Linked DNA regions of Mus musculus: regions 2, 3, 4, 5, 6 and 7 are each linked to region 1. Evidence: chromatin contacts called from public Hi-C, HiChIP or PLAC-seq and promoter capture Hi-C data. All regions are on one chromosome and are shown on one strand. Each heading gives the region's core, a stretch centred on a gene start, on an enhancer-like site or on the middle of the called end of the contact. The rest is flanking DNA. Distances are from core to core; before and after follow the strand shown. Region 1 holds the start of Meis1 (Meis homeobox 1). Region 2 overlaps Gm39602 (a long non-coding RNA gene). Region 3 has its middle 140 kb from the start of Gm12022. Region 4 has its middle 23 kb from the start of Gm39601. Region 5 has its middle 94 kb from the start of Gm12022. Region 6 has its middle 47 kb from the start of Gm12022. Region 7 overlaps Gm12022 (predicted gene 12022).

Evidence for each region. Promoter capture Hi-C pulls out the DNA fragments that hold promoters and counts their contacts. A called contact is a pair of places that touch in the nucleus more often than the background predicts. HiChIP or PLAC-seq counts read pairs in DNA pulled down with a chosen protein or histone mark.
Region 2: a contact with region 1 is called in a Hi-C map of uterus, with 3 times the contacts expected there. The contact joins the enhancer-like site here to the promoter of Meis1 in region 1. A contact is called at or near these places in 14 of 39 promoter capture datasets (cancer-associated fibroblasts, cranial neural crest, embryonic stem cells and 6 more), 6 of 484 Hi-C or Micro-C datasets (nephron progenitors and uterus) and 15 of 115 datasets of contacts at active chromatin or transcription factors (bone marrow-derived macrophages, craniofacial prominence, differentiating embryonic stem cells and 12 more).
Region 3: a Hi-C map of the N1E-115 cell line shows a contact between it and region 1, with 8 times the contacts expected there. The contact joins the enhancer-like site here to the promoter of Meis1 in region 1. A contact is called at or near these places in 4 of 39 promoter capture datasets (the 3T3-L1 cell line, cranial neural crest, embryonic stem cells and 1 more), 2 of 484 Hi-C or Micro-C datasets (the C2C12 cell line and the N1E-115 cell line), 4 of 115 datasets of contacts at active chromatin or transcription factors (bone marrow-derived macrophages, embryonic basal ganglia, embryonic hindbrain and 1 more) and 1 of 9 other capture datasets (embryonic stem cells).
Region 4: a Hi-C map of uterus shows a contact between it and region 1, with 2.9 times the contacts expected there. The contact joins the enhancer-like site here to the promoter of Meis1 in region 1. A contact is called at or near these places in 6 of 39 promoter capture datasets (cranial neural crest, embryonic stem cells, frontonasal cranial neural crest and 3 more), 3 of 484 Hi-C or Micro-C datasets (all in uterus), 11 of 115 datasets of contacts at active chromatin or transcription factors (craniofacial prominence, embryonic forebrain, embryonic hindbrain and 7 more) and 2 of 9 other capture datasets (adipose tissue and embryonic stem cells).
Region 5: an H3K4me3 HiChIP or PLAC-seq map of neural tube shows a contact between it and region 1, with 7 times the contacts expected there. The contact joins the enhancer-like site here to the promoter of Meis1 in region 1. A contact is called at or near these places in 6 of 39 promoter capture datasets (the 3T3-L1 cell line, cranial neural crest, embryonic stem cells and 2 more), 1 of 484 Hi-C or Micro-C datasets (adipose-derived mesenchymal stem cells) and 6 of 115 datasets of contacts at active chromatin or transcription factors (acute myeloid leukemia, embryonic hindbrain, neural progenitor cells and 3 more).
Region 6: a contact with region 1 is called in a promoter capture Hi-C map of second pharyngeal arch cranial neural crest, with 3 times the contacts expected there. The contact joins the enhancer-like site here to the promoter of Meis1 in region 1. A contact is called at or near these places in 4 of 39 promoter capture datasets (the 3T3-L1 cell line, embryonic stem cells, liver and 1 more), 8 of 484 Hi-C or Micro-C datasets (cerebellar granule neurons, cerebellum, cranial neural crest and 1 more), 2 of 115 datasets of contacts at active chromatin or transcription factors (bone marrow-derived macrophages and embryonic hindbrain) and 1 of 9 other capture datasets (embryonic stem cells).
Region 7: a contact with region 1 is called in a Hi-C map of the N1E-115 cell line, with 4 times the contacts expected there. The contact joins the enhancer-like site here to the promoter of Meis1 in region 1. A contact is called at or near these places in 6 of 39 promoter capture datasets (the 3T3-L1 cell line, 3T3-L1-derived adipocytes, embryonic stem cells and 2 more), 10 of 484 Hi-C or Micro-C datasets (3T3-L1-derived adipocytes, the C2C12 cell line, the N1E-115 cell line and 6 more), 6 of 115 datasets of contacts at active chromatin or transcription factors (acute myeloid leukemia, embryonic basal ganglia, embryonic forebrain and 3 more) and 2 of 9 other capture datasets (adipose tissue and embryonic stem cells).

Annotation. Positions count from the first base shown.
Region 1 is chr11:19,017,369-19,020,612 of GRCm38.p6, reverse strand. Meis1 (Meis homeobox 1) reads left to right here and starts at 1,644. Exons shown (of 12, transcript NM_010789.3): 1 at 1,644-2,392. The coding sequence starts at 2,381. Gm16141 (a long non-coding RNA gene) reads right to left here. Exons shown (of 3, transcript XR_381070.4): 3 at 2,283-3,244.
Region 2 is chr11:19,735,404-19,738,647 of GRCm38.p6, reverse strand. The region is part of intron 1 of Gm39602 (a long non-coding RNA gene); the gene reads left to right. Among named protein-coding and RNA genes, the nearest start is that of Gm39602, 5.7 kb to the left of the region's middle. Within about 2 kb of position 1,572, at least 35 of the 459 cell types and tissues checked have an H3K27ac peak or open chromatin away from gene starts, as enhancers often do. A contact at or near this core is called in nephron progenitors and uterus, where this site is marked.
Region 3 is chr11:18,353,541-18,356,784 of GRCm38.p6, reverse strand. No RefSeq gene overlaps it. Among named protein-coding and RNA genes, the nearest start is that of Gm12022, 140 kb to the left of the region's middle. Within about 2 kb of position 1,779, at least 2 of the 459 cell types and tissues checked have an H3K27ac peak or open chromatin away from gene starts, as enhancers often do. A contact at or near this core is called in the N1E-115 cell line, where this site is marked.
Region 4 is chr11:19,639,684-19,642,927 of GRCm38.p6, reverse strand. No RefSeq gene overlaps it. Among named protein-coding and RNA genes, the nearest start is that of Gm39601, 23 kb to the right of the region's middle. Within about 2 kb of position 1,562, at least 41 of the 459 cell types and tissues checked have an H3K27ac peak or open chromatin away from gene starts, as enhancers often do. A contact at or near this core is called in adipose tissue and uterus, where this site is marked.
Region 5 is chr11:18,398,066-18,401,309 of GRCm38.p6, reverse strand. No RefSeq gene overlaps it. Among named protein-coding and RNA genes, the nearest start is that of Gm12022, 94 kb to the left of the region's middle. Within about 2 kb of position 1,554, at least 2 of the 459 cell types and tissues checked have an H3K27ac peak or open chromatin away from gene starts, as enhancers often do. A contact at or near this core is called in neural tube, where this site is marked.
Region 6 is chr11:18,444,795-18,448,038 of GRCm38.p6, reverse strand. No RefSeq gene overlaps it. Among named protein-coding and RNA genes, the nearest start is that of Gm12022, 47 kb to the left of the region's middle. Within about 2 kb of position 1,653, at least 3 of the 459 cell types and tissues checked have an H3K27ac peak or open chromatin away from gene starts, as enhancers often do. A contact at or near this core is called in second pharyngeal arch cranial neural crest, where this site is marked.
Region 7 is chr11:18,488,556-18,491,799 of GRCm38.p6, reverse strand. All of the region lies in intron 1 of Gm12022 (predicted gene 12022), which reads left to right. Among named protein-coding and RNA genes, the nearest start is that of Gm12022, 3.1 kb to the left of the region's middle. Within about 2 kb of position 1,804, at least 2 of the 459 cell types and tissues checked have an H3K27ac peak or open chromatin away from gene starts, as enhancers often do. A contact at or near this core is called in the N1E-115 cell line, where this site is marked.

The sequences.
Region 1 (3,244 bases), core at 395-2,894:
GATAATTGATTTTCCCCGCAGCCAATGCGCGGCTGCCTGGGCGGGGACGCCTTCCGATTGGTGGAGCTCTCTCCACGGCTGCCTACCGAGATTTGGGTGAGCTCATTTTCCAGTCGACCGCAGGGGGAGTTTTCTGCGAGGTTTCAGCTGGGGGGTGAGGGGAATCCTCTCCGAGCCCAGCGAGCTGAGAGCCCTGCCTGGGATGTGAGGTTTCCAGCTGCTCCGAGAGCTACTGTGACTGAGCAATCTAAGCCACGAGAGCCGGGCGCAGAAACATAAAGAGTAAAATAACCCCCACTAGATAGAGTAGCTGAAGAGTGAGAATAAAAAGACTCAAAAAACAATTTTAAGTCCAGGGTGTGGTATTTCAAGAGAGAAAGTTAAAAACCACTGGCTGGTTGGAGACTTTAAGTTGTGGGCAGGGTCAGCTTTTGTCTGAAATCTCAGCTTCCGAAGTGGATTTCTTTTTCTCTGGAACTGGGAGCTTTCACGGGGCTGGGTTCGGAGATAGACAAATTGAGAGATGGAGGTCTGGGAGGCCGGCTCCGGGCGTCGCCGCTGAAAGAGCTGGGGGTGGGGGGTGGGAGGGAGCGCAGCGTCTCCAGGCCCGAGCAAGGCCGAGGCTGGAGCCCCTCGGCGTCGCCCAGACAAAGGCAGCCCCAGCCGCAGCGCAGCGGAGCTCTGCAGCTTCGCCGCGCCCCGGGCGCACGGCTAAACTTGCCGGTAGCGCAATCGAGAAAGAGCCTCGGGTCCCGGGGCTCCCAGGCCCCGGCCGCCCGCAAGGTCTGGCTGCTTGGTGCCCGCGTTGAGTTTCGTTCTCCAGCGGTCATAAATAGCTCGGTGTTTGTAAACAAGCGCTGGGGGCACATTCCCGGCGCTCGGCTCATTGTTCCCTCCCTTCCTCCCTCACTTCGCGCGGCGGCTGGGGCTGAGGGCTGCAAGAGAGGAGGTGGGGACGTCCGGACTCAAAGTGACAAAATGCAAGCATTTCCTTTCCTCCGGCCCTACGTCCACTTCTGACAGCGGGGGGAGAAAAAAAAATAAAGAAAGAAAGAAAAAACCCAAACCAAAAGAAAAAAAAGAAAAGAAAAGAAAACCTCTAAGCTGAGTCTGCAGAACGCCCGGGCGACCGCTACCCCACGTTCTCAGGACTCTCGAGCGGAACCTTTTCCAGTCCAGTTCCAGCTCCTCTTCTTGCTCTGGCTTTGACTTTTCTCCTCCGGGAGTCTAGCAGAGAATCCAGTACTTTTGGCATCACCCCCACCCCGAAAAATACTGGCAGACCCCAATAATTTCGAGGAAAGTCTTGAAGTCTTTCATGAGCGGAGCCCTGAGCGAATTAACTCCGGCATCTGCCTGCCCTACGTTTATTCCCGATTTATTTCAAGCGTCCGCTTTGGGAAGAGAGGCTGGAAGGGGACGTAAAGCCGGCGGGTTGGGAGCTGCAGCCTGTATTTGTGTGCATGTGCCCTGGGTGTGTGGTGTTAGTGCCTGGGCGTGCGAATTTGTGGAGTGTCTTTCTGCCTCTCCAGTGCGGCCAGAGCTCGCTTCGCGCACCCACCCCTGCCGAGGAGCCTACTTGCTGCAGCCCAATGCATTGTGTAAGACGCGACCTGTTATGGCCACCACTACTTCCGGGTTCTAGCATTCTGGTCGGAATCCACCTCTCCGCCTGTGCAACACACACTTTACACACGCACGGCGACTGCAAGCGGGCAGCATCGATCGTGGCTCCTTTAAGACAAACTCAGACAGACATTTTTTTAACCCTCCTCTCTAATCTCCCTTCAGTGCAGCAGTTGCAAAGAGGGAGAGAGAAAGAGAAAGAGAGCGAGAGAAGAGAGAAACTGATTAGGAATTAGGACTGATTCAAGGAAAGCGGGCGCTAGGGCTTTGTGCATTTGAATATTAACATTTGAGGTGTTCTGACCAGAAGAAGACAGAACGGACGATCATTCATTCACCACGTTGACAACCTCGCCTGTGATTGACAGCTGGAGTGGCAGAAAGCCATGAGATTTGGTAGTTGGGTCTGAGGGGCGCTCTTTTTTTTTTTTCTTTTTCTTTTCTTTTCTTTCTTTTTTTTTAAACTGATTTTTTTGGGGGGGAGAGAAGATCTGCTTTTTTTTTCCCCTCCCACTGCTGTCTTGGTGGAACCAGAGCGCTTTTATGCTCAGCGACGCGGGCGCCTTGCTTCAGGTCCGGTAGACCGAAGATCTGGGACCAGTAATTCACACTGCTGGAGACGCAAAGGGATTTTTTTTTGTTATTGTTGTGCTTTATTTTTTTTTCCGGGGGAGTTTGCATATTTGTTTCTTTTCACACTGGCCTTAAAGAGGATATATTAGAAGTTGAAGTAGGAAGGGAGCCAGAGAGGCCGATGGCGCAAAGGGTACGTATTAAAAGCAATTGTGGAAGTCAAATGTGAGATTAAATTGAAACGTGGCTGAAAGACACTGCTACTAAGTTTCCTCTTTTCTTTCTCTCTTTTTGAATGAGGATCCTAAAGCCGCGGCCTAAATCGACAGTTTTACTTAATGCGTTTGCAGCCTTATGCATGTTTCTTGTGGTTAATTCAAGTGATCAAGTTGTCTATAGATTCCTAGCCAACAGCTATATAAATAAAAATACAAGCTCAAGGAATCACCTGTTTTAAAAGATAAAAAAGACAAGGGGGAAGATGCTTCATATCCAGTGCTGTAATTTAAGCATTTAGGGACCAAAAGTTTAAAGCTATGTTTAATGAAAATGAACAGCTGAGAACTTTTGCCTCATTATCGATTATATTCATCTTCAGTATCAGTAGAAATGGGGAGCATTTTCCGCTAAGTAATGTCCTGGTGCAGTGAATTTTTGGTTGGAAAAACATTCCTTTTATAAAAGTAATTTTAATTTGCATGGGATTTTATGCAAGATAATAAGTTTGTAGATTTTTTCCTTAGCTAAGTTCTGTACTAGTTAGATACTAAATACAGAGCTCTCACTTTTAAAATGCAATACTAATTTCCCCAATATTCCTATTTGAATGAAAATGCCTTGAAAGTAAACTGAGACAATGATGCCCCCGCAGAGGTGGCTTCTTAAAAGAAAGGGGTCTACAAAAAGGCTGCCTTGCATAATTTGTGTCTTGGCCCTCAAAGCCCCTTTTGGAAAAGAAAGTTACTAGAGGACACATTTTTCTTTATTCTCTTGGTTCAGACAAATGTCAGCCTTCTTCCAAACTCTTCCCACCTCTGGCTTTAAG
Region 2 (3,244 bases), core at 323-2,822, 720 kb before region 1:
TGTGGACTCTCTGTGCACAGTTATGGACACACACATGCCTGGGTTTGTATGTGGAAGTCGGAGAACAACTTTCCAGAGTCAGTTTTTCCCAATTAACCATGTGGGTCCCAGGGGTCAAACTCAAGTCATCAGACTTGGTGGCAAGTCCTTTTACCTGCTAAGCCATTTCACTGGCCCCTTATGGCAAAATACTGACTCAGAGGTGTTTAGGAGTGAACAGATAGCCCTCCCAGCCCTCCTGTCTTTCTGAAGGAATCTGTCCCAAGCCCTAGGTCTGCAGGCTTTTTCCTCCTCTCAGAAGTAGTTCAATTTCTCTCTTCAGAAGCCCTTCATCTCCCAGAACAGCTTTCATTACAGCAACATAAATAAAAAGTGACATAAAATTATATAGCCTTGTGTAAAGTAGTTTAAGGAAAATGTCTTTTACGGCAGCTTTTATGATTTCACCAATTAGTTATTAGACTTTCTCCATTTTTAATTTGCCATCCTCCAAGTGCATTTTCAACGTTTCTCCCCTCTCTCCTCTGAGTAGTGGTGTGAGGGCTGACGGGCCCCAGTGTAGGCTGGCTTTCTTGATGCATAGAGGCATTCCATTACAGCATGTTGCTAGATGCGGACAAAGCAAGGCCTGGGGGAGGGAAGCTGGTGCCCAGTTACTTTTAAGTGAAGAGTGTTGGTCTTGTGGCAAGCACTGCCCTGGGCCACCACTAAAGGTAGTAGCAGATAGACCACAGGGTCGCACGGCAGTGGCTGGACCTTAAGCTGATAAATCCTGAGTTTTTAGTGACTTTCCAAACATTCCCAGGAAGTGTGAATTGCAGAGATTTACTCCTGCCAAAATTTAATCGTGCAGAAAAAGTAAAATTTAGATCAGCGTATAGATTATTTTTAATGCGATTGCTCGACAGAAAAGGGCGAGGAAGGCAGAGTGGAGTCCTTAGAACGGGCGAGTCTAGACCATTGCAATTTGATTCATTTAGGGGAATTGTGTTCGGTTTGAGGCTTTGGCTTGGGCGAGGCTGTTCCTTCTGGGAGTGCATGATGTCATTGTGTCAAGCATGTCACAGCCAAGGCATTCTGGTATTTATGTTGGCCTCAGATCTAGCTCAGAGGACATGGCAGCCTCAATTTATTGCTACTTTAACTTTGTTTAGTCATGGAGAGGTTTTATTTATGTTGGTAAATTTCAAACAGTGGCCAACAGTGACCACACAATGAAAGGGCCTGCAAGATCCATCATCGGTAAATCACCTTGTTGCTGAGTTTCTTTAATTAAGGAAAAACTCTGTGTGTTGATCCCTGTGGTTGCTGGAAGGAACGTGGGGCGGGGAATTGCTTTGATTAATCCATCTATCAGCCTTGGAGGGTGAGTCTCCTGTTTCTGATTGTAGCTGGGCAAAGACCTAAATAAAAATTTATCTTGTCAAAACCTATGGTCTAACTGAAAGCAAATAAAAAAGTTTTATGACAGCCACATAAAGTTAAATAAATAGCTGGGAGGTGCACCGTGTCCTGCGGATGCTTCTCAGCAAAGCATGTGGCTGTTTCTGAGGGTGAGCTCAGCGAACTGAGAAATCACCTTTAATGGTCCCCTCGGTACTGTAACCAGCAACTGCTCTCTTTGTCTAACGTTCTAGGCTTTAGTCCCTGATTAAAACCAAAGGCTCGGCCTTGACACTGGGTGCTGTTTGAGCTACTCAGGGTAGAAGGCACAGTGTGTGCTATTCCAAGAAAAAATGAAATAACCAAGTTCTAGAGGAACTTTATATACACAGTGTCCTTAGATCACTTTCACCCTCAAGACCTCCCCCCATCTTTCAAGTGTGCTTATAAAGGGAGAAAACCTTGTCTTTTGCAACTGTGTGGGACCTTTTTTATTGATCTCTGGAAGGTGGTAGTTTTCACAGTGTGGGGGAGGGGAGCAGCAGTGAACTTTTTTTTTTTTTTTAAATGAAATCAGAGACTGGGACTTCGCCTCTGGTTGGACTCAACTCTCAGATATAGTTTTCCCTGTTCTGTAATAGTCTGGAAGAATATGCTGGGACAGAGGGCCTTTCCCACCAAGTATAGACTTCTCTCTCAGCATGGGATCACAGTGGAATACATTTTATTGCTAGTTAAAAAATATTTTTGAGTCAAATGAAAGACAGCAGTTGATGCTGAAGAAGGCTGCTCTTGATACAAGCATGGACTTAGGGTGAGTTGCTTTCCTTTTTAGGTTATGGAGAGGCTGTTCTCCTGGTCACGCTGTAGGAGCCTCTAACAGTGAAGGGCGATCTCTTGGCCCTGGATGTATTTGGCAACCAGTCCCTGTCTGTTTGATAGAATTACACCATAAGCGTGGGCTCGAGGAGTCAGATATGTTGAAGGGCTTGGAGTTGTAGGCACCCGTGTAGACAGTGCCTGTGTTGACAGAGTGAGGCTACGTGTGGATGTCAGCTGACAAATACACTGGCTGTTGCTTTCTTGTTACTGCGTCCTGCCTTTATTAAGGGAGTATGGCTACTGAGTAAGTGACTCAGGCCAGTAGGCATGGTGGTGATGTGTAACTGGGAAGTCTGCTCTATCAGAGTCTAGTTAGGAGATCGTGGAAAAGCGTGATAGGGGTGGGAGTGAGGGTGTGGGTGGGGCACTCTCACTTAACTAACTGGGTCAGTGTCCCTGAGCTGGAGGCTTGAGTTCCTTTAGAGGCAGGTACAGGGCAACACAAAGACCTGCCTTGTCCGGAGGAGGATTCTCAACTTTTTAAAGATTTATTTTATTAAAAAAAGTGTTTGTGTGTGGTGTGGTGTGTGTGTGTGTGTGTGTGTGTGTGTCTGTAGGTACTTGAGGAGGCTAGGAGAAGGCATTGGATCCCCTAGAGCTAGATTACTGGTGGTTGTGAGTCATCCTACATGGGTGCTGGGTGTTATAGTTATAAAACGATAAAGAACTCTAAAATGTTCTATGGGAGTGTGCTGAGGTATGGGGGAAGGGGGTCCCTCGGTGGGCCCATGTCAAGGCATCTCTTCCCCCTGAGGGAGCAGCCACATGATGGTATAGTATAGAATAGAGTTTATTCAGGGCATGGGGAGGGGAATTAAGAGAGTAGTAGAGACAGAAAGAGAGAGTAGAGAAATAGAGGCCATGACCATGTGTGTGGGGTGTGTGTGTGTGGAATGGGGAACAAGGGGCAAGAGGCAAGGGAGAGGAGCAGGAGTAAGAGAGAGTAAGAGAACAAGCAGCCCCTTTTATAGTGGGCCAG
Region 3 (3,244 bases), core at 530-3,029, 660 kb after region 1:
CGAAGGCTTCACAAAAATGTGGTTCACATTTGAAGGCTAGGCAAGGCTATTCACTTTGACATTGATGCAGAGTTGGGAATGGAGTCCCGGAAAAAGTTGGGATTCTAGTGTGTCTGATTTTCTTCTGAAACTCATTCAAAAGATTTCTTTGGCTATCTTCAGAGCTGAATCAGTCTTCCTGGACTTTTGATTGCACAACGCTTAGACACCACTGTTTTAACTTGGCTAGGTAAAAATTTCAATTTATCTTTCTTATATGATGTCCTCCACTGTGAATAATAATCCTAGTTTTCAAATATATATTTCATATCATTAAAAGCAGCTAAAGGGGCCAGGTGGCCTTAGAATTCCCAAGATGACATTGATGCTCTTAGTACTATTTCAAACTGCTTAGTGCTATAGGAGAGTGAACTTGTCTGCTACAAAAACCAAGTTCAATTAATCATAATTGAGAAACACATTGTGATGACCACAGGATGTTCTAAAGAACAAGTCTTGGAACCTTGTGATGGGATTGCAAGTCTCTTTTCAAGTCGGTCACTGTTTTTTTGACCCTTCAAATGCATGAAAGCTAATAGAGTGCTATGTAGTATCAACATGCAAATCCAGAGGACGAAGCACACAAACACTACAGCCACTGAGAGGAAATACACATTTACAATTACACTAATTCTCAAAATATTGAAATCTCATATAGCCAGTAAAAAGAACTTAGTCTATCTTATGTTCTCTTAGTGCTAAATGTATACAAAGATATCTGTGCTTTGTTAAATTGTTGACCTCAAAATAGAATGCTTCGATTATGTTTTAAGAAGAGAATAAGGTGAGACACTCTGCTCTACAGCAGATCAATGTGGGCAATAACTATTTTTCTTCCTGGTTGAAAAATTGGACTGCCGATTGTGTTTGCGATCTGATGAAAACAGCTGAAGAAGCTGCGACGCTTAGTCAGATACCTTTAAGGAGGAGACATAGTTTGATTGTGGGTAAGGTCAGGACATTTATTTAGAATGAGTCCATCTTACTTACAATGTTTAAAGAAAAGATTTTGACGTGGGATCTCAAGTTGGATGCCCCCATTTTGTGTGGCATCTTATCAAATTTATTCCCTCAGTTTCATGAGAGAGTCTAACTAGGTTTGTCCCTGACTTCTCAAGGAGTTGGTATAAAATTTTCATGGTCTGTCTAAATATTCCCTTAATTAAGCATCCAAGGAATTTTTAATACAAATGTAATAGATTTGTTTTCTCACAAGCTACTATTTAAACAGCCATTTGTGATAAATATTTATAAGTGTTTATAAATAAAATATTAATTGCCTAAAATGGCATTTTAATGTGGCACTCGCTACCAGTGAAATGCCGCAAGTGTGACGCTACCTCATGAAAAGTTCTGGAACATCTGGCCCTACACCAGCACCACCGTGGAGGCTTCTGGGACAAGAATAGCTGTGGCATCTTCTCAGAGCTTCTTTTGGACAGAGGTACCTCTGTTCCAGATGTTAGGATTCTTAGAAGTGCCACACCTCCAAGAACATAGCCATCCACTTCCTTTTCCTAGATTGAACAGAGGACACCCAGGTTCTTCCTTGTACTTTCAGGGGAGAGGACTCCACCTTTCTGTCGTTGTTGCTTTCTCTCTGGCCTCGGGATGTGAGACTTTTCAGAAAGGGAAGCACAGAGACTTGACTGTGATCCAAGCTCTCATTGCTGGTTCAACTTGTTCTATGCCAAGGCCAAATTAGATTACAGAACACTAGATAAGGAGACAGGAAGAAAGCACTCTAAACAGACTCTCTTAAGCTTTGTTCTGGATAAAAAAGAAAGAATGAGTCACCGCCAGTCTGTTAGCTCTTCTGGGATTGAATATCTGTCTACCTGCCCAAAAGCAAACCAAGCCTCCATGGGCCTCAACATCTCCATCTGTGAGCCATGAAAATAAATGTGTGTCATTTACATATTTTAGGGACACTAATGAGAGCAACAGTTTGTTTTTATTTATTCATTAATTGAGGCAATTTATAAACTTACACCATCTGCTACAAAAATTCAATTAAATAATTGTTATATCCCAGTGTTACAAGTAGTATAACAGTTTATAGAAACATGAATCTGGTAGAGGTAGCCAGGTGTGTGGGGAGTGAGGAAGGGTGCTTTTCTTGAAAGGGTGTGCCACACTTTCATGCTGCACACATATTTAAGCAAATTTGAATGTCATGGCTCTTCCATGCTGTTTAAGGGGAGATGCGTTTAGTGAGCAGTAGCAGATTTTGACTATTGACTTTGTCTTACTTTGTGCAATCAGTAGTGCATCAGATTTTGTAACATTTCTCAACTTTAGTTTCCACATTTATAAAACAGAGCTGATTTGCTGCCGATGCTGAGAAGAAGGTTGGCAGTTTTCCATCTACTTATATCTTTGCGACTTAAGATTTCTGTGTTTATGGAATTTAACTTAATTTCTCAAAATGCCATAGAAAGGACAGATTGAATGCAGGCAGATGGTGGAAATGACAGCTTGACCTTGAAGACGAGGCTCAGAAGAAGCAAGGCTCAAAGGTGCTGTCATGTCACCAGCACTTGGGACAGAGATCTAAGGACATGCTTTTCTTGAACTTCCAAATAACATTGTTTTGACAACATATTTCCAGTGTGTTTTATAAGCAAATCCTTTTCCAAAATGATTTCAGCTCAGAAATTTGCTCCTTTGACATTTCTAAATGGCTATTTTATCCTTGAACCATCTCTGCATCTCTGAAAAAGACCTCTGAAAAAACAAACAAAAACAAAACAAAACAAAAAATAAAGCCTAAAACCTCTCTTTATTGTACATGAAAGGTTTCTCTCTTCCACTCTAAGCAAGGATGCACTCGTTGTCAGGGCTGCAGGTCAGTTGGCAGTCTGCGTCATTGAGAAGGACGCTGTGGAAAGGTGGGAACGCTCTGTGTTGATTTAAAGTCCGTGGAGATGTGGGTGAGAACGCTGGCATTTGAGTATGTGAAAATGTTTCTGGCTGATGCTAAACCTTATTATTTACAATTCATTACTTATGAGTCAAGTCCCAGTATTCATTGTGCACTTTGCAATTGCATTGTATAAGTTTCATAAAAGAAGGCAATAAACATACAGCTACCTGTTGCACAGTCCCCAGAAGCCAATCCTCTGTGTAGTGCTCTATGAAATTCTATTTTGATTAGGTTGTTACATCTGGGACAGAACTGCAAATAGTGTTTGGCAATGGAAAA
Region 4 (3,244 bases), core at 313-2,812, 620 kb before region 1:
TCATTATTCATGGTAGTTATGTTCTATAAAGTCAGTGAGCATGTTGTAGTAGTAGACACAGCTGTTTCCTCTGTGGGAACTTCAAGGGCAGGTTTATGTGACCCTGTGACCTATGGTCATGATTTCCTCAACTGATGAATCCAGAAGTTTAAGTGTTTACAGTTATTGGTTGACTGGCTGACCAAGTGAGTGAGTGAGTGTGTGAGTGTGTGTGTGTGTCTGTATGTGTGTGAGTTACAGTGCATGTGTGGAGGTCAGAGGACATCTTGAAGGAGTCAGTTTTCTCTTCCACCATGTGTAGTCCAGGGATTAAACTTAGGTCATCAGGCTTGGTGGCCAGTGCCTTTAACTGCTGAGCATCTCACTGGGCCCCATAATTGTATTTTATGTGTGTTTCTGTTTGAAGGCATCTCCTTTAGTAAATATTTATGGTGAACTACTATGAGCTGCATAATCAAGAGACACAACCTGCTGGATGCAGCTGGGTGCTTACCTGCATGGAGTATACCATAGCTGCCTGAAACATGGGACATCAGATAAGCTGAGCCCTCAGCAGCCATTTTAGTTTGTTTACTTATCTTTCATTGTTCATTAAATTTGTCTTTAACTAGTACATAAAACATGAAAATTATATATTAGTGGGGCATTGTTTTAACATATATACATATATATGTACACATACACACATCATACATACATACATACATATGTGTGTGTGATATGAAGTCATGTTAAAATATTTACTCAAACATTTATCAATTCTTCATTGTGGAAACTTTCAAAACCCTTTTGGCTTTGTAAAATGTATACTGAACTACTCTTCTCTATAACCGTGCTCCAGTGTAAGGGGGAATCAGGATAGCTTCCTCCTGTGCAACTCAGCAGTTACTGATCCAGGGTTACTGATCCCATGTTCCAGGGTCAATTTTATACAGCAAAACCACTAACAAAAAAGTAAAAATACAAAACAACTGGTCGTAAGTAGGCATCAAGAAGGATGCTTGTTTATAGCAATCCAGCTGAAGCAATGCAGAGTTTTGCCTTGTGCCAGCTCAGTAGTGGAGTGTGAGCACTGAGCAAGCTCAGTGCCTTGCAGCTCTGCCCATGGCTGTGAGCAGCTTCAACAGGACTGTCTGGGATTATAAATAAACTTGGGTGAGCCTACAGGTTCCGAATTACGGTCTCCACAAATGAGACTGGGCTGCAATTTGATAATTGGTGTTGAAAAGCAAACTTAGGGTTTGGAGAGAGATTGAAATTTTCAACAGGCTTTCTGGGCTCTTAATACTTGTTTAACTGCGAATCCCACAGAAAATTTCTCCAGGATCGAGTGGGAAAGAAGTGGAAGGAAGGAGCTGTGGTACTCATGGACAGAAGCAGAAAAGGGAAGGGCTGTGTGAAGCCCCAGGAATCTAGAAGCAAAGATCTCCGCGGCCAGGGGAAGGGAGGACAAAATGGGGCTGGGTAAGATGAAATGAGCAGGCAGCAGGGTGAGGCCACAAGGAACGCAGTGTGGCCTGGGAACGCGGCAACAGCACGCTGACTCAGACGCTTTTGGCCCAGGACTGCTACTGCTCTGCCTTGCTCTGAGCCCTGTAGTAGTCTCTTGAACCTTCTACCCTGTAGTATCCCTGTGGCCTGACCTGGAAGGTGCAGGGCTCTGGCTCTGGTCTTCTAGCCACATGAGAGATTTCTTGGGCAGAAGCCCTGTGCTATGGACTTCCTTGCAGATGATTTAAGCAAGGACACAGCCCTGCTTTTCGCTTACAGGGAGAAAATTGAAGCTAGAGATCTGATCCTTTAAGAGGCCTTTGAACTTGTAAACCCAGACACATATGTGTCAAGAATGGAAACTGGCAAAGACTGTACCCCATAGTTTGAACTTAATTGCTTTTGGTATGCACTTGAAAAAGATAAAATACCCTAAGACATTTAACTTTAGAAACTCTCTCTGTTATACTGCACAGTAAGTAATTTTCACAAGGATTTGGCTGAGATAGATATTCAGGATCGACACGCAGGAATGGTTTCAATATGTGGTGGGCCAAGAAAAACAAAGTCACTGTGACCCACACTTTGCAGATCTAAGAGGGACAGAGGAGCAAGTAGCGATAATTAATTCCAGTTTTGGAGAAATACTGTAACTCTACAGCCACACGCCTCTGTCTTCACCCTGTTCTGTGTTTCTTGGGGGAAGGGATATAGAGTCTCAACCCAGGGCATATAGTATAGGAGATGGTTGTATAGTGAGGGCCTGCTAGCTGCCAAGTGAGGGCAGAGCTTTGTGTGGTCTGCAATGTAGGAACGACAGAATGAGCTGCTCCATTTGGAAGAATGCTCCGCAGTGATCTTCAGCGAGGAAGCCTGGTGGTCGCTCCGCTGGCTGTGGGGCTGTAGACAAGTAAAGGTGATGCTGCTGCCCAGGTACTTTGACCCCTGTGGTAGTTTGAATGCAAATAACCCCCACAGGCTCATGTGCGAATGCTTGGCCCCCAGTTAGCATTTTGATAGCTAAGTATCAAGAGTGTGGCCTTGTTGGAGGAGATATGTCACCGTGGGTGGGTTTGAGAAATCAATAGCCCATTCCATTCTCTCTGCCTCTTGGTTTCTTCTCAAGAGATAAGCTCTTAGCTACTGCTCCAGCATCATGCCTGCCTGTGGCCATGTCCTCCATCATGATAGTCATGGACTCACTCTCTGAAATTGTAAGCTCCTGCCTTAGTTATTGTTCTATGGCTGTGAAGAGACACTGTGACCAAGACAGCTTATAAAAGAAACTGGGAGCTTGCTTATAGTTTCAGAAGGTTAGTCCATGATCATCTGGAGGGGCATATGCAGACAGGCAGGCAAGAGGCAGGCGGGCAGGCATGACACTGGAGTAGTAGCTGAGAGCTTACATCTGAGCTATGAACCCAAGGCAGAGATAGACTATACTTGGCATGGGCTTTTGAAGCCTCAAACTCTCCTCTAGTGACACACCTTTTCCAACAAGGCCATACTTCCTAAACAGTCCACCAAATAGGAAGCAAAATTCCCCTCTGAGCGGGCACTCTCATTCAAATTCACACATTGGTCTGTTCTGGCTCGATGCAATTTTTTCAGTTATGTTGACCTGCTGTGGACTTAATTCTTGGCTCCTATCACCCTGTGACTCCTCCCAGGAAGCCCTGCCAGGGAGGACATGGCTTGCTTTGTAGTCACTTGTCTTCCCTGGGCATCTGTTGACTTCTTGTTGAGGTTCAGC
Region 5 (3,244 bases), core at 305-2,804, 620 kb after region 1:
GATTCTAAAATGCTTGTGTTCTTGCTTCAGAGGACAAGTCTCATAAGTATGCTTTATAAGTACGCTATTAGAACACGTCCTTTGAAGTTGTGGATATAGATGGAATCAAGGTTGAGCTAACAGTTCACAAAGGCTGTGGCTTAGATTATTATTAATGTTACCAGGATATTAGCAGAAGGGGGCTTTCTGCTCACTCTTTCTCCATGTACACCAGCATGGAGGAATTGCTTAATGAATACAAATGAATACATTCTTTGATTGTGATTTTTTTTTAAAGGAAAAGGAAGGATATAGCAGGAGATGATATCAATCAGCTGGTCTCCGGTTCTTAGCTCTACACGAATAGAACCATGGATAGACAGTAACTCTCCAAGTGAAGGTATCTGACGTCATTACGTTCCCTCAGTGCTTACCAGCAATGAGCCGGGCTGTAGGTGGGAGGAATCAGCCATAGTTGCCACCTAATGATACAATTCAAGCACGAGACGCAGATGCTTGTGACGATCAGGGCCTCGGGTGTTAGAGTCTCCATGTCATCTTATAGCAGACACTCCTGGACCTTGTCAATGCTCAATGTTAAATCTCTCCACCTGGAGTCAAAGAACTTTGTCCCTGAAGACTTAACATCTCTCTGGACCTCTTCTGTCTACCTTCCCTTATGCCCCTTTATCAGCTTCCAGCTTTCTTGTCTTTGCTTCTTTATTTCCATTTTCCTTCTTTCTGCCCTCATAGCAATCCAACTGTTTGGCATCTTGTTCAATTGTTAGTGGCAGGAAGACTCGTGGTACCTTCTCCTGTCAGGACAGCATTTGGCAGCAGAGGCACACAGAGAAGTATTCAGGAATTTGGATCAAGAGCCTGGCACTAGCTGCTGAGATCGCCTTGAAACATTCCAGAACTTCTCCATCAAGCTGGGATCATAGCTGTTTAGAGCTAAAACCAGGACCCAGGACCCAGGACCCAGGACCCAGGACCCAGGACCCAGGACCCAGGACCCAGGACCCAGGACCCAGGACCCAGGACCCAGGACCAAAGAAAGCACATCAGTCCAGCATGGAAATCTGACTCTGGACAGCATTGGGTTTGGCTGGAGCCCTGCGAAAATCAGGCAGTATCCACTCCCCTGGTGCCCACAGTGTCTGCAGCTATTAGATCAGCAGATGATGTGCCATATTTGGGATCGACAGCCCCCATAGATGCCAAGCCTGGGGCAGGGATTTCTAGGCCACCAGGTTACTTCTAGCATTTGCTACTCCTGCCATTTCTGTTTCCAGCTCAGTCCATATTACTGAACAAAGGCAAGGAAATACCTTTGCAAAGAAGTCTTCATCGGACCTGCTATTGAAATGGCAGGCCAGTGAGCTAGGGGCATTTCTACTGCTTCTAACAGCAGCTTACATAGTTCTCAAACGGGGTGTATGGATCCATCACAATTTGCTTGGTGAAGAGCAAGCATTCTTTTTCGATAATCATAGTCACTAATGGTTGTGCCTTGGTCACAGGTCATAACATTTCCTCCATGAGGGAAGGGTCGCCCCCTCTGGTCAAGATGGAAATATTCACCCAGGCTTCTGGCTGGGGCAGCACCTTCAAGCCAGAGCAATCAGTTGTAGTTTTTGCATGCCTGTCTCAAAGCAATTGCTAACTGTTCAAGGTGTTTGGTGCGGCATTAGATTTGTCTGGCTGGCTCTTAGACACAGCCCTTTAGCATAAGGCATTCCAGAAGCAAGAGAATTCAATAGATGCTAGATAGGGAGTCAAATTTCTCTGCCCCTGGTATCTTGGCTTATTTACTGAGAAACAAACAGCAGGAGTGTTTATGACATGAATTCAGAGATCATATCAACACTAACCATGATTTTAACAGTATTTTATATACTGGCCCAGTATATACCTGGGAAGAGAGGAATTCCAGTGGTCCCTCTCAGAAGGAGGTAAGAAAACAAACAGGGAAAGCCAGAGCAAAGGCAGGCAGGAAGAAGAAAGTGAGAAAGAAATAATGAAGGAATACAAAATGTTTGTTAGTTTTGCTGAGAAAGCATTAATTCGTGTAATCAATATTTTTATACACTGAGTCTTATAATTATCTGAATCAACTCTCTTCTTTCCGTTTCTTTTCTGTTACGTCAGGACAGAAGTGTCCCTGTTTTTTCCTCCTAGTCAGTTGTTCCAAATCTCTCAGGGTTTGTAGGAAGTCCCAACTTTTGGTCCAGGGTCTCCATAATTCTTCTCTAAGGAGAGCCATATGTACTTCCAAAGAAACCATCTCAACTGTGTGATTTGGTGGCCACGGGCAGCCCTTTGTACCCTCTCTTTTCTAATGCATTTTCTCACGAGTTTGGCATGTTGCTGGTTAAAATTCATTCTTTTCCAGCTTACTATCCACTTAGCTCCTCTCCTCTGAACTTTCATCACTCATTATTAACAGTGAATGACAAAGTGCGTGAAGCAAGTTCAGCCCTATCTGTTCCTGGCATGAAAGTGATGTCTTGGAGTATTAGCGGGATGCAGCTCTATCTCACATAAAATGATGCTTGGGCCCACAACAAAGGTGCCATCTCCCGGTGTCTAATAGGATCACCCACTTCAAATGTGGAACTTCCTTCTTTGAAATATTTGTTGGGATTGCATAAACCTATGAAGATTCTCAAGCTCAAACAAAACCTTCTGGGCTTCAGCGTGAGCCCTGACTCTAAAGAGCTTTCTGTTCTATAAACCGGTTAGTGGATCTGAGTCCCAAGCTCAGGGAGGCTGCGGAAATATGGGGGTGTCAGAAATGAAGAGCAGGACTCCTACTTTTCTTTCTGATATAAAAATAAAAGTTCCATGGCTTTGGCTGCATAAAATGAATCTTATTAAGCACCTTTAAGCACAATTCTTTCAGTAAGACCTAATTTCAGACTGATTAACACTTTAATATGAAATAGAAGCCCATCATTTCATTAGAAAAAAGATAAGGCCGTCATGTATTGCCTCTCTTTTGTAAGAAGAGACCGAAAGGAAGAGAGAAAGAAAAAAGAGAGAAAGAAAGAAAGAAAGAAAGAAAGAAAGAAAGAAAGAAAGAAAGAAAGAAAGAAAGAAAGAAAGAAAGAAAGCAAGCGAGGGAGAGAGAGAAAGAAAGAATCACATTGTAGATTGAGATATTGAGAAAATGTAAATTTGCTCCCATCAGCTGATGAGCAGGCTCTGCTTTGAAGAGTCACATCACACCATCACAAGGGTTGGATTTTGTTTGTTTGTTTTT
Region 6 (3,244 bases), core at 404-2,903, 570 kb after region 1:
AAACCGTTCAATTCCTTTTCCCCCATGCCCATCTACCTGCCGTGCTGGGAGATTTCTTGCTGAGTCCCTTACTCCTGAAGTTCCAATGACCCAGGTTGGTTAAACTCTACCAGCTTGTCACTGGAACGTCATCTTGACCGTTCTGTGGTAGAATATTTAGCTGTGTCTAATGAAATGTCTCATTGCTGCAGCTTGTCCTGTTGTACAGAGCCCAATCTCATGTAACCCCTTCCTTTCTGCACAGTCCCCCCAGCTGATGGGAAAGCCTTTTACACCTTCTATCCTTCCAACTAGGCAGGCCGGGCTTTTCTCTTCTTACCACCAAAGAAGTAGCCTATCTTCTATGTCTGTAGATTCTTGTGGCTGGGGTCAGCATCAGGTTACACTCCAAAAAATGAGTCATTTATCAGGTGGCACAGGTCAGGTCTAACTAAATCCTGACACCTCCCTCTACTTTGTGTAAGGAGGAATGCCCCTAATCAACTCACCCATACACTCACAAAGGAAGAAGACAACACAAGAATACATGCACACACGCATGCACATACATACACAGAGGGAATGAGGAATTTAATTTAGCTGACACATAGAAAAGATGATTTTTTTCTTCCTAAACAAAGTTCATTTGCAAAGATCTAGTCCTGTCTTTTTTTGTACCGTCCATCACATGTCACATTCCATCTAACATTGTTTTTATTCCTAGTCCACACAGAAAGATGTCTTCTTGGCATCTTCTCTAAGCATACCGCTGCTTTCTCAAATCTTGATTCTCTGTCTCCAGTATGTCCCTGAGTCTCTCTCAGATTCCACCCCAGATTTAGTAGATCACTTGCCAGTGAGTGGACCAAGTTCAACACGTGTTAGAAGGAAGAAGAGAATAAACCTAATGCTGAAATGGTCATTGAAGGCATGGCTTTGGGTGGCACCGCCTTCCCTTCCCTTCCCTTCTCTTTAATTTTGTTTTTTTCTTTTCTTTATGCTTCTTCTCTTTTTCTTTCTTTTTTCCTTTCTTCTCTTTCTTTTCTTCCTTTCTTCTCTTCTTCCTTCCTTCCTTCCTTCCTTCCTTCCTTCCTTCCTTCCTTCCTTCCTTCCTTCCTTCCTTTCTTTCTTTCTTTCTTTCTTTCTTTCTTTCTTTCTTTCTTTCTTTCTTTCTTTCTTTCTTCCTTCCTTCCTTCCTTCCTTCCTTCCTTCCTTCCTTCCTTCCTTCCTGTGTTCATAGTGTTAGTAATAAGTCTTGACCAACTAACAACTCTTGAAGAAGGTCTAAACTGGTTGACTTCAGAATCAATTTAAACTCAAGACCTTTAATTCCCAAACTCTCTAGTAGAGAAAATTTTATCTTATATTTTTAAAATTTTATACTCTTATAGACTTTAAAGGGACATCTAGAACACGCAGTTACAAATATTGATCAGAAGAAGTCACAAATTCTTGTTTGATGGGCTTGAGTATGTACAAAGGAAGGAAGGAAAGAACAAAAGAAAAAAGAAAAGAAAGGAAAGGAAAAGAAAAGAAAAGAAAAGAAAAGAAAAGAAAAGAAAAGAAAAGAAAAGGATGAGGCAAGTCACAAATTATATGGTAATACTTACTTTGTGCTAAGCCAGGGCATAATATATTGGGCGATGCCGCAGCTCCCACATGAAGCTGTGTAAATTAATGGGTCCCAGCTTGTACTGCTGTTGTTGAGTCAACATGGTCTGGCTGCCTTCTGTGAGATGGCAAGGAACAGATCAAAGCCTCTGGAGAATGACCCCCTATTTTCCTCAAATTATGTGGTTTTCTGGAAATCTATATCCCCCTCCTTTTAAAATGTTTCTGAGGTATTCTGAGAAGCTGGTGCTTATCGGTTGTGCTTGGGCCTGTCTTATTCCTAACTTGCTTTGCTCTGTTTTCACCACCATCTGAAACAGGACTGGGATGGTACTGGACATCTATCTCTACATTTCCTCCCATGGATGGTCAGCTGTCAGCCTGTCTCCTAGGAACAGTGCTAAGAACGTGACCATCTGAGACAGAAATGCCCAAATTAATATAAATATTACTATTTGGTTAATTCCTTAGGTAATTTGTGGCTGGTTCACGTAACATAGTATTAATCATTTCACTTAACTATAAATACATGGTTTAGTATAGCACTGGACACGTGCATAATTCACACATCTCAATTACCTTTATCTGAATATTAGTTACTAGTATTCATGTAAACAATTACTAATTGTATTAGTTATTACAAAATTGATCATAAGAATTTCAATGAACTTATGTTGCATATTTTTATATCTATATTTTATTGTAGTCAGTATGTATGTCACAATGCTCATTATTTTAAACATTCATAGTCCACAATTCAGTGGTATTAAATACATTTAAGGTTCACATACTAAGCCAGATATGCTTTGAGTTAATATTAATTATTAACATCAATAGTAGCAATAATTATTAGCATTACTATTGAGCAAGTATTTTACTGTGGTCAGTGCATATTCGTTACTTATGCAGGGCATCATACTCATGTTTGACACCCATACATGTAAGCAGTTCAGTGACATGAAATATGTCCCAGTTTTGGGGAGATATTGTTGCCATCAACTCTAAACCCCCTTCATTGTTTTCAATAAAAAAGTGCAACTTAAACAACTTCCATTAATTCTTTCCCTAACAATAATTAATAATAATAATGATAATAATAAATATCAGTATTAGTATATAATAGATACATGTATGGGCTTGAGCACTGTTAAGGCTTTGTACCGATTATGGTGCTTAGGAAATTCTGATACTTGTCTTTGTAGGGGTACATGTTCCTATGCAGCAGATTAGCAAAAGCTTAAAGGGATTGGGAGCTTTTGGCTCAGGTAAGCACTTTTCAAACATGCCGTGTTTGTTAATTTTTTTTACTTAATTTTTAAACAAATGTGATATAAGTGGAGAAACTGAGGGACACATGACCGTGACCCGGGCTTGAAGGGAGAAAGGTTGAGAAATAGGCACCTTGATGTCCAGAAAAAAAAAAAAAAAAAAAAAGGGATGCTTGCTCAGGGAGAAGACCGCAAGGATCCTGGGTCACAGGCGCAAAGGCAGATGACAAGTCATTATCAAGTCCAGTGTGACATCAACCCTCCTGGGGCCTCCCAGGAAGGACCCTCCTATCTGAATGGCTGTGCAAAAGGAGGATTCATTTTAATTGGTTGAGTAGCTCCAGGGAGCCAACAAAAGCAAACAAGCCCCAAGTCCCACCATAAAT
Region 7 (3,244 bases), core at 555-3,054, 530 kb after region 1:
CTGAAAAGTATTTGTCCCTTACAGGTGGTTTTTCTAAAGGTACATACAAATATCAATGTTCACCTATTGGAGAACTCTTATGCTTTATTTAGTTGATTTTAAATCAGTCAGCATTGTACTCAACCACACTCTAAGAAATAATCTGCATAAAAGCGCAGGTTCAAAGTATCTTTTAAGTTTTTCTACTGCTAAGCACACACACACACAGAGAAAGAGACAGACAGACAGACAGACAGACAGACAGAGACAAACAGAGACAGAGACAGACACAGAGAAAGAGAGTATGGAGGACAAAATTCAAAGCAAACCTCTTTGGTGTGCCTTTAAATGCACATGTAAATTAGAACTACTCATAACATTATAACCTATGTTCTATCTCTGGACTCTGACTTTGCTTATTTGTCTTAAATCATTCGCCCCTTTCCAAACGAAATGGCCCAGCCCATGTATAAAATTCCAGGATGAAAATATAGAAGCAACAAAACGTTGGTAGTTATTGCTAATGAAAGGAATATAAAGTTTATTTCAGGACTTGCCTTTTCCCCCTAATGATATTGCTCTGCTCCCAGCTCAAAGGAGGTGAGGCAGGTTACACCCTTGGGATGCTTGTTAGGCACGAAAAACAGAGTAGAAGAAGTCTAAGTTTTGAAACCACACTGAAATCGTTGGGCTCTGCTTGCCAGCACTACTCCCCTCCTAGCCGGCTGCTGTAGACTGCTCTTTCCAACTGATCAGAGTTCACAGTTGTCTTTTGTTGCATCTCAGACATCTCCATCCACGGGGATGTGTCTGTGACAGAGTAACCTACAGAACCCCTACCCCTTCAAAACTGTTTCCCATTGCATGCCAGCCAGCTTTATCGAAGGCTGTCATTTTCTTTGTGGTCTACACATTAAAATCACAAAGGTTGCTTTTAAAACATGCCCAAGCCTGAGTCCTAACCATATTGACTCCTAATTTAATTGCTCTGTGGTAGAACTCAGGCAGTGGAATTTTTAAACACTTCATTAAAGGTTTCCTTTGGGCAGCCAGATTGATGGTTTTATTTCTTTCTCCATTGTGACAGTTGTTGAATACCTTAAAAACGACCAGATAGCCCCAATAATTTTTGAGTTCAGGTATGTGTCTTGCATAACACGGAGCTAACCCTCAGCCTAGTTATTTCTGTCATAACCTTTGACTAAACATGAAGAAGAGAGGAGATGGGAGGCTTCCTTTTCCAGGCTCAGCTCTTTGGTGTTGGCAAGGTTCTCCGAGAGAACTGGCTTCCCAGGATGTACATAACGCAATGCAACACGGGCCCTGACATCCATCAAACTGTGTCTTTCCTTTTCTTAGCTCCATGAGGCAAAGAACCGGGTCTGTTGCAAGTTTCTTGGATTCACCTTCCTTTGTTCTTGATGAATGATGAACTCTGAGTTTCCAGTATTTGATTTGTAACAGTGTTTTGTTGTTGTTATTGTTGTTTTGTTTTTAACAAAAGCATATCCCCCTATCACACTTTAGAAAAAAGAAGCTATAAAACAGTGGAGGTCACACACATTTTAACTTTTTTTTTTTAATTTGGTTTGGAATGACTCCTTTTTATTTTTTCTTCTTCCCTAGCAATGTGGTCTGTATCAAGTTTCATATCAAGAAATATGAAGTCGCTGATAGCCTGTTGCTAAGATGAAGTCAGGCCTTCCCACCTCTTCCTCCTTCTGGTTTCCTTCCCTGAAACGTGGGTTCTTGACAGCTTGTTGTTGGGCAGGGCATTAGCCTTTTGTAATTTATTGCTTTTAGATTAAATCTGGGGAAACTCGATATTGCAGTTGAGTGATTAGAGCAATACCCCTTGGAGTAATAAATTTTCTTTGGTGCTGCACATCTCCAGATCATGTTTCCTTTCTAATTACATTTACATAAATGATATTCTGTAAAATTAAATTAACATTCAAACGGTTACCCTGACAGGGAGAGACAAAAATTAGTTACCAAGTTGTGTCTTTAAAAAAAAATGTCTAGTTTTTTTCATAATATGAATCACTACCCTCTTGCAAGTGCCAGCCTTCAACAAAATGCCCCTTCCAGACTGCACGGGGGTGCTTCTCAGCAGCGAATGGAAATGCTTTGTTTCTTTCCTGAAGAATTAGACCATCGGAGACTACAGTGGCTTTTCTGAACTCAGCCGCTAATTAATTGCTAATATTTCTTCAGGCTTCTAGCTTTGAAATTCTGCAGTGATCCTGGACACTCTCAGATTGAATATGAGCATAGCTATGCATGCCGACCCATGTTTTTCTCACCATCCCCTCCTCCAGTGTAGCTGCTTCCTACTTAGGATTCCCTTTAGAAATACTTGAGTTCCTCAAGCAGCAGCATCAGGAACTCAGTGACTGGCTTGTCAAGGGTGAGAGTGCCACCTCTGCTGTGCCTGTATTACCTTAAGACAAATGGCAGGACGGCCTCCACCGTATTTTTAAGTAAAGCCAATCAGTTCCTTTTGTGATTATAATTTTTATATAAAATATGCTTTCATTGACATAAGTCAGATATCCACAGAGAGGCTATCCCAGGAACCTTATCTGTCACATCCCTGAGCAAGTCAGGCTTATTGCCTGTGTTGGTTGACTTGCCTCCACCTGACAGGGATCACTTTAATAAACCAGTGAGCTAGGAAAGAAATGCCTGCAAACCTGTTCATGCAGAGTGGTAGGAGGATAATCAGAGACATATTTCTATGTCCAGACACTTTCTTTTCCATTCAAAAAGCATGGTTCCCAATTACATAGATCTGCTGACACACTCACCACAGGCCCAAACAGGGATCTTTGTGTCCATGTGGAAATGCTTGATGGAACACAGCTGTCAAGAGTCCACTCTCAAAACAACCTGTCAGGAACACTGGTTTCCTCAGATGAGAATAAAAGCCAACATCTCTCTTGAGAGAAGTAGACACAGCATATCCAGGCAAGACTGTTCTTAGCTCAGGGACTTACCCAATATCTCAGATTCTCTTGTCTCTTGAGCAGGCCTTCACTTAGGTTTCAATTATTCATTGATCGTCTCTGTGTTGTACATCTGCAAAGGCAAAAGGAGAAGCTAAAATGAAGGAACGGAACAAAATCTCAGTCCATCTAAAGCTGCACATTCTTTATACTCCTGTCCATGTATGTTGTTCTTGAGTTTTCTATGTATAGTATATGTATATAATACATAATATATGTATATTATGTATAGTATATGTATTACTATGCATAATGCA